Regions from separate parts of the Danio rerio genome. Here region 2 is linked to region 1. A link is a contact called in public Micro-C data. All regions are on one chromosome and are shown on one strand. Each heading gives the region's core, a stretch centred on a gene start, on an enhancer-like site or on the middle of the called end of the contact. The rest is flanking DNA. Distances are from core to core; before and after follow the strand shown.

Region 1 (5,140 bases), core at 1,340-3,839:
CGAGCGTAAGTGTTGGGCTCTGCTGTGCGTAAAGAGCGAAGCCATGGGAAATCAGTGATCATCGAATACGGCGCCCCATCCACGACCCCTAAAGCACAGGGAGTGTGGGAAAGGTTGAATGTTATTACTATTTTTATTCCATTAGACTGAAAAGCATCCTGCACATCCTTACAGGCCGATTTGACATTATGGAGCCTGCAACTTTTCTCATCCATTAAAGCAAGACACAGCAGGTAAAAACAGATTTTCTGTTTTTTTGAGTTTCAAGGTCCCATAAAATTTAAATATATATATATTTTTAGCATCAGTATTGTTCATTTTTAGGATATCTATAAGCTAGTGCACTCTAAAACAGTGACAAAATTCACATTTAGAAGATATAAAACTGATATAAACATGTAAAGCTTGTAGTTTTTCAATTACGCCAAAATGGATCAACTTTTTTTTTTTCACGTCACCTCATACTTCAGTTTCTCATCAAATCATGACCAATCAAATGCTTTCTAGTATCTGACATGCCCCGCCCCCTTTAAGACAATTCAAATTTGCTTTTCATTTGATGCAGCTGAGCTCAATCACTCTCACTGGAAGAGCTGTGATAAAACAAAACCCTATTGGCTGTTTTTATAAAAGGGGAGGAGCTACTGTCCCACCCTCTCTTCGTGTTTTGGTTAAGATTACGTCAAACATTAAATAACAATGCACATTTCAAAGCACTTCACAGCAACTTTAAGTATTTTCATAGTCTAGAGTAAAGAACAAACAAATTCAAAATATACTTTTAAATGCTTTTGTCATACTTCACCAAATAGAATCAGTACATTTTAACCACAAAATATTTTTACATTTATTTTTAATTCTATAAAAAATATTTAAATTTATATTTAATTCTATTTAAATTCTATTTTTAAATATCTATTTTTGTTTTAAAACAAGTTTTTTTTTTTAAATCTCTGTTTTAGCTTAAACTAAACCTTCCAATTATTCATATATGTACTCTGAAGATTTTTACAGAGGCTTATGTTTATACATCATTTGCCTAAAGAGAAACGTTTTATTCTACAAAAATGTTTTTTCCCCCACCCAGTATTTTCTGAATTGATGAGTGAAAACAAAAGATTTCCAAAATCCACTCTGTAAAACCCTTGACTCTAATATGTTTTTAGTGCTAGGCAAAGCTTGATCACATCTAAAACAAAAGTTTGTTTTAACAATATATGTGTGTATTTTATATGCTTATTATGTATATGTGATGCAAACATACAGAAAAAAAAAAAACTATGCAAAACAATTTTGTTACATAGACATTAAAATGTATGTATTATTTGTATGACATACACATTTTATATCTATATCTATACACATTTTTGCAATATACGCATGGATGTGTGTATTACACAATAAATATACACAGTACATACACTTAAAATATGTCAAAACAAACTTTTGTTTTGCATATGATTAATCGCAAAAAAAAAATTGCCCAGCATTATTTTTTTTTACCATATTCACCTGCATTGTCTTGCCTTAAAGAGTTCACCCAAAACTGTACATTTATCACTAGTTAGTCAGTGGTTCCAAACATTTATGAGTTTCTATATTCTGTTGAACACAAAAGAAGATGTTTGAAGAAAGCTGAAAATTGCAACCACTGACTAATATAGAACAACAAATACTACAAATGTCAATGGGTACAGGTTTCAAGCTTTCTTGAAAATATATTCTTATGCTTTCAACAGAAGAAAGAAACCTCATTCATTTTTCTTCGGCTTAGTCCAGGGGTGGACAAACTCGGTCACGGAGGGCCGGTGTCCTGCAGATTTTAGCTCCAACTTGCCTCAACACACCTGCAAGGATGTTTTTAGATAGCCTAGAAAGAGCTTAATTAGCTAGCCCAGGTGTGTCTGATTGGGATAGGAACTAACCCCTTCAGGACACCGGCCCTCCAAGACAGAGTTTAAACATGCCTGGCTTAGTCCCATTATTGATCATAGGTCGCCACAGCAGAATGAAGCGCCAATGATTCCGGCATGTTTTACACAGCGAATGCTCTTCCAGCTGCAACCCAGTACTGGGAAACACCCACACACTCTCGCATTCACACACACTCATACAATACGGCCAATTTAGCTTATTAAATTCTCTTAAAGCGCATGTTTTTGGACTGTGGAGGAAACAGGAGCATCCAGAGGAAGCCCACGCCAACACTGGGAGAGCATGCAAACTCCACATAGAAACAACAACTGGCCCAGCCGGGCTCGAACCAGTAACCTTTTTGCTGGGATACAACATTGCTAACCACTGAGCCACCATGCCACCTGAAGAAAGAAACTTAAATAAGTTTAGAACAAGTAAAGGGTGAGTAAATGATGAAGGAATGTTCAGTTTTGGGTGAACTATCCCTTTTAGATAAATAACCCCATGTAAGGGATTTGGGCAATGTAAATATGACTGTAAATTTCTCGCTCTCTCTCACACTCTTCAGTATGACCATGTTTCCAGAGGAAATGAGTGAGGGGGGTTTGGATCTGGTCTCTAAGGGCTCTGTTTCCTCTCACCCTCTAATGTGTAGATGTCTCTGCCCCAGGGATAGCTGGGATACTTCTTCACATCCTCTTCCGTTCGTGTGGCCTCCGGAAAGAATTCATACTTGATGAGTTCTCTTGTGAAAGGATAAACAAAAAGCAGCTTGGTGAGTTAACCATGGTAAGAAAACAGTGCCATCTGGTGGACAAAGCAGGAAGCAGATTTGGAAAGGTACATTTTTTGTGAATTATTATAAGTCTAAAGAAGTACGCTACTGAAAAACTAGAAATTATTACAACTTTGCAAAAATACAGCTTTATAGAGATTGTAATATGCATCTAAAACACTAAACAAATATATTTTTAAATCTATGCAACAAGATGAAATAAAATATGTAAGCTTTTCATATGAAAACTATGAAAAATAAAAATTTAAAGACAACTTAAAAGACATATTCACTGGATTTATTGAGTATGGCTTGTGTAAAAAATCATAACGTTTTAATTCTATAATTAATTAACAAATCTGATAACATTTCCTACAAATTTCAAATACAAATAATGAGTTAAAAGACATAAAGAAGAACTTTTTTTATTATTATTTTATTACAAACAAAAACAGCTCTAAATGAAAACATGTATTTTATACTGGGAAGAAAATGTCATGAGATGTTTGCAGAATAAAACAAAAATTATATTATACTCAAACACATAACTATAAATCATAAATCCAGAGAAATGTGAAGTGGTCTCTTCATTGATTGTATACAAAGCAGGACAGGCATGGAAAGTCAACATGAATTTTCCCCCTCTTAAATAAATAAAGTGTAAAGAAACCTTTTAGTGTTGTGTATTGTATTATGAATGATGCAGTTCACTCACTGACTAATGTTGGCAATGGTGTCCATCCAGCTACGAACGCGCACCTTATTCCTGACATTGGGTGGGTTGCTGAACTCGTGGATAATGGCAATGTGGTATGGATACGGACCACTGAAAAGCTTTTTCTCCAAAGCCAAAGAGTCAATCTGGAGAGGAATGTTGAAAACAGCATAAATGCAACAAACTGTGCCTTAAATATCCCAAACGCTTTTACAGGGCTCAAAAAGTATTATACATAATTATTAAATTATATGTATTAAGCTATGACACATTTGCTGGAAAATAGTTGCATGTGGTTTAAAAAAATTACTGAATTCTAAAAAAACTAAACAAAATCAACATCAAATAAATTCGAATAATTAGTGGCGTCAGTTGATTAATTGCAATTATGCACATCCAAAAATTTTTTTCAATTTACATAATGTATGTGTACTCGCTGTGTGTGTGTGTGTGTGTGTGTGTGTGTGTATATATATATATATATATATATATATATATATATATATATATATATATATATATATATATTAGGGATGTGCAGAGCAGCCGGTATTTGTATTTGTTGAGGGGGGGGAAAGTATTTGTATTTGTATTCGAGTAAAATTCAAAATGGCGCAAAAATCTATAATTTTTCTATTACACTTCTAATTTACATTATAGTGAAAGTATTGTTTAATTTTACCCATTATATAAATTATAGACATGCAATATTGGTTGTTGTTTTTGAACATGTGATAAGAAATGTCATTGAAAAGAAAATAACATAGAAGCCATTATCTCATCCATGGTTAAACCAACAACTAATAAAATACGATTGTGAATATTATGAACCCCACCACCACCGTTCGTGTTGAAGGACACTGAATAGACAGAATAAAAACAAATAATACTTCAAAAAACTGTTCTTCTTCTGAAAGAACTTCTTTCCAATGCACAGAATTCCAAAAACTAATATTAACTAAATTAATCTAAACAAACCCTGCCTGGGAGATCTGGCAGAACAAAAGTATTCTATATAATACTAAAAGATACAGCCCTGCTATTGTCATCTGCCTGCCACAAAACAGACACAAAGTTTGTTTGTTTTTTTTTGTTTTTTATGTTTGAAACTGACTTGCTGGGGCAGAATGTGGCTGTGTTGATGGTTTGGTGCTTGTGGAGGATTTAGCAGAACATAGCTGTGCTGATTGAGGGGATTGATGCTTGTGGGGGGTTCACAGACAGTATCAGGAGAGGATGCTTTTAGTGCATGTGGAAATACATTACATAGAAGGTTGCGCAGTGGCACAGTGAGTACCACTGTTGCCTCACAGCAAGAAGGTTGCTGGTTCGAGCCATGACTGGGTTCTCCCCATGTTGGCGTGGGTTTCCTCCGGGTGCTCCGGTTTCCCCCACAGTCCAAACACATGCAATACAGGTGAATTGGGTAAGCTAAATTGTCCCTATTGTGTGTGTGTGAAAGAGAGTGTATGGATGTTTCTCAGTGCTGGGTAGCAGCTGGAAGGGCAGCCACTGCGTAAATCATATGCTGGATAAATTGGTGGTTCATTCCACTGTGGCAACTCCAGATTGATAAAGGAACTTAGCCGAAAAGAAATGAATGATTATGCATAGATGTTGACAGATGTTTAATGTCTCTGCCGATTTCACTTTTGCACACATTATAACGTTACAGTATCAGTTTGTTTTATCTGCAGCTCCACTGACTGTACAATTCTTCCACAAAGAATTTT
Region 2 (4,435 bases), core at 718-3,217, 51 kb before region 1:
TGTTGTTTGTCTTATTTTCCTGTCTTATTTTGACCTATTTCTCATTTTACCCTTGCTATTTGTCTGTTTCTTTATATGTGATGCATAATTTCCATCCCTACTCCAAGCATTAATGAACTTTTTCAATATTAATCAGTTTTCTAGTCGGATCTCAAGCCTTGGCAAATAACTGAGAAAACACCACTATTAAAGGTCACATTTTTATATTGTCATCATGTAGACTTCTTAAAAAGTATTTTATTTTAAAAATACAAAAACACAAGACACTAAAGTATTTTGAAATAAAATATTAAGACTTTTTTTTTTAAAACAAAAAATGAGCAGTAAAAGGTGTGAAACACCAAAAGCTGTGCATATTACAGTTTTTTACAATTGCTATGACACTTTTATCAATACATTTAACAAGTTTCCTAAACTCTTAACACAGTTAGCACAACATCCATCTTCGTGGGCTATACAATTAACACATTTCTTGTTGTTTTGACACAAAATGCATCCAGTTAACACAAATTTAAAATGCTTTAACTTCTTTTACACACAAGCACAACCAAGAACAAAACAATGTAATTTTACAGTCAAATTTACAAATACTTTAACACAGTATGTCAGAACAGATAACACCATGTTCTAAACAGAAATTATATAGGATAAAGTCAAAGTGAACAGCTGTTCTAATTGTGAATTGAAACACAAATATATTCCCTGTATTTTATTCAATTGCCAATGAGAAACATCATATTGCGGTTATATAAATAAATAAATGAATAAATGTATATATATGTAAATTTTATAAAGCAATTTTTTTTCTTCGTTTTGTATAGAATTTTTGCCGTAAACGAAAGAAAATGCATGCATTTACTTAACCCAACGAAACAAAACTGCAACGAGACTTCAAATATAAGGGCAGAGCTGACACATAAACCAATGGAGTTTCTGTAATGTCAGCTGATGATAGTGTTTTTATTGTCAGTGTTTTCTGATTGACTGAATGTTTATGTTGGAAGAGAACATGTGTTTGTGTTTTGAACAATTATTTCATTTTGAAACATGATTGCAGGGTTTTGTTATACATGGTGTAGTGTGTTCGTTTATTATTGTATTTTGAAAAGTAGTTTAGAGGTTTAGTTTATAATGTGTGATTTTGAGCATTAAATTAACTGTTTTGCCAATTGTGTATTTTAGGTGTGTTGCTGCATTAAGAGTTTAGCAAACTTGTTAAATGTATTGAAAAAAGTGTCATAGCCATTGTAAAAAACTGTAAAACTAATTTGAATACCAAATTGGCAGTTGTTGTGATGCATGAATTATAAATTTCTTATTCTAAAGGCCAAATTCTGAACATGCTGGCCAGTTTGTTATTTTCTTAATAAATGACAATAGATTTCTATATTTTTTTCTAAAGATATATGATGTAATAAATATGTATTAAAAAAATAAGTATTTATTCATATTTCTTTATTCTAAATCTTTAGGATATGGTTTTGACACATCAAAAAGTGTGGTTTTGATCACCATCCGCCAAGCTAATCCAGCAAAAAGTAGTGCTTAAAATGTCACTTAAATGCAGTATTAAAATATCATAATTAAATAGAAAATGAGGCAGAAAACTGCAAAAAGATCCACTTTTTTGAGAAAAAAAAGAATTACCCCTTTCACCAGGCTGGCTATGGGCCTGAATAAGGAGGACAGAGGTCACATGATAACAGTGCACTGGCATCTGCATAGCAGTAAATCCAGGCTTCAGCACAGTCTGACGCTGTGGTGTGTGGAAACCACAAAATGCTACCGTACAGCACCCAGAGCTGAGCTCATTCTCACAGACAGGCAAATCCGTCTATATATTTGGAGGATGGATTTCACTTCGCCGTGTCCGATTATGCAGGATCACTGGCTGACTCTGACACAGCTCTCTAATGGCTTTCTCAGCAGTGTGGTGGTTAATGGAGAGAGATGCATTAACAGACAGATATGCAGCCTATCCACACGTTACTGTTTACAGTTTACAGTACAAGCGGGACTCAAGGGCTCGGCTGACAAGCACGTCTGGCTCCACTTTGCTGCTGTTTATAGACTGAAATCAAGCACGGTGACCTAATTCTGAGTACAACAAAGGGAAAACGTCCACTTAGTCTTCCTTGTAGGAATACAGTTGAAGCCTGTTTCCATCTATCAGCACAGGTTAACTGTGTGGTGAAGCTAAAGAAAATCACACTGAGATTTATTTAGAGTTCGATTGTGAGATAAAGAGGCACGGTTAAGAGGTATGAAGTCACTATAAACTAAGATTTGAGTAGGCATGGGCCAGAGTAGGCGTCATTGTGGCACAGTGGGTAGCATGATCGTCTCACAGCAAGAAAGTCACTAATTCGAGCTTGGCTGCGTCAGTTGGCGTTTCTGTGTGAAGTTTGCATGTTCTCCCATGTGTTGACGTGGGTGTCCTCCGGGTGCTCTGGCTTCCCCCATAGTCCAAAGGCATGGTGTGAATTGGGTGAGCTACATATATTGTCCGTAGTGTATTTGTGAATTTGAGTGTATGAGTGTTTCCCAGCGTTGGGTTGCAGCTGGAAGGGCATCCGCTGCGTGATACATATGCTGGATAAGTTGGCGGTTCTTTCCGACTCCAGATTAATAAAGGGACTGAGTCGAAAAGAAAATGAATGAATGGGCCAGTGTAAGATTCTGACGGTATAAAAACATTGGATAAAAATATCACGGTTTATGGTATTGTGATTATTACACAATATCCGTTTAAATGTCTGAGTAAAAACTACCACTTTTCCCCATTGAAAACAATATAGTTAAGAAACATTTACTATATTTTAGAACAGTAAACATGTCAGGGGAAATCATTCAAATAAATCATTGACTTCTGTTATCTTCATTAGTTTTAAATATTTCACTACTCAAAAAGGCATCTTTGGATATAAAGCAAGCCATTGCACTGTTATAATGTCACAGTTGCAGGATTTAAAGTCTCAAATGTGATATATATTGCGATTTATTCTGATTGACACTGTTTCAATTTACTATGATCTTCTATGTGAAGCTGCTTTGACACAATCTACATTGTAAAAGCGCTGTACACATAAAGGTGAATTGAATTGAATATTCAGTTGTAAGATATTAAGAGCTAAATGTGACTTATAATCCTGATTATGACATATAATTACATTTTGAGACAAAGTCATGTAAGCAGTCAGTGTGGAAAAGCATCATAATTAATAGATAAAACTCTGAGATGCGAAATATAAAGCCATAAAGTCTGCTGTAAATTACAGTCACAATTGTCAGATTTAAAAACATACACATTTAAAAGTGTCAAATATTGTCAAATTTACAATATGAAGCCACATTGTTAAATTTGTTTTAAATTTAGTTTGAAATACTGCCTTTTTTACATTAGAAGACATAAAGTGTACTTTTTGACATATAAATCTCAGGTTTGAAAATACATTGTCACAACTGTGGCAGTTGCTTCTTTTATTAGGATCGTTTTTTATACCAAGGTGGAAATAGGCTTCAATAACACACACACAACCTTGCATATTTAGTTTCAAGAGACAAATTTGATGCTATAAAAACTACTTACTATCTGGCCTAACCCTACCCTCCCCCTAAACCTAATTCTCACAGGAAACTTCTGAATGTCAAAAGTCCCTGTTGAGTATGATTTTTAAGTGTTTTGAATTGTGAGAACGCAGGGCATGTCCTCAAAAACCACCTTAATAGAGTACAATTAGGTCATTACCATCTCACTATGAAAATGGTGTCCTCATAAACCACATAAACAGGTAAACAAACGAAGACAATGGAAGTAAGGCAGTGTGTCCTCATAATAATTAAGATAATTTTTTTAAAGATATAAGCCACATTTTTTAATTTAGTCACAATTAACATTTAAAAGGCAAATTTTGAGAAATATGATTGAAATACTTAATAATAATTATTATTAATTAAAAAAAATATTTTTTGATATATAAAGTCTCATGTTTTAAAATATAATGTCACTGTCAACTGTGGCAATTACGTTTTAGATTTCTTTTAATACTGAGGTGGAAAAGGGCTTGAATAAAACACACACTTACTTGCATATATGGTTTCAATAGGCATAATGTATTTTATACTATGAAATTGCTTATTATATGATCATGCCTTAACCAAAGTCTCACAGGAAACCTGTTACAAATTGAATGTCAAAAAAACCTGTTAAGTAATATTTTCTAAGTGTGTTGAATTATGAGGACGCAGGGCATATCCTTGTAAACCACCTTAATAGAGTATAATTAGGTCATTACCATCTCACTATGAAAATGGTGTCCTCATAAACCACAAAAACAAGTACACAAAGAAAAATAATTTAAGGGAACGTGTCCTCATAATAATTTAGATAATGATAATATTTTTTCAAAATATGAAGCCACATTGTTGAATTTAG

Evidence for each region. A called contact is a pair of places that touch in the nucleus more often than the background predicts.
Region 2: a contact with region 1 is called in a Micro-C map of caudal fin, with 8 times the contacts expected there. The contact joins two enhancer-like sites. A contact is called at or near these places in 3 of 18 Hi-C or Micro-C datasets (caudal fin, embryo and hematopoietic stem cells).

What each region holds. Positions count from the first base shown.
Region 1 is chr14:43,275,925-43,281,064 of GRCz12tu, reverse strand. fbxo38 (F-box protein 38) reads right to left here. Exons shown (of 21, transcript NM_001433086.1): 18 at 3,408-3,553; 19 at 2,559-2,662; 20 at 1-88. Among named protein-coding and RNA genes, the nearest start is that of fbxo38, 27 kb to the right of the region's middle. Within about 2 kb of position 2,589, at least 17 of the 62 cell types and tissues checked have an H3K27ac peak or open chromatin away from gene starts, as enhancers often do.
Region 2 is chr14:43,327,248-43,331,682 of GRCz12tu, reverse strand. The region is part of intron 2 of LOC137487609 (a long non-coding RNA gene); the gene reads right to left. Among named protein-coding and RNA genes, the nearest start is that of mir145, 8.7 kb to the left of the region's middle. Within about 2 kb of position 1,967, at least 11 of the 62 cell types and tissues checked have an H3K27ac peak or open chromatin away from gene starts, as enhancers often do.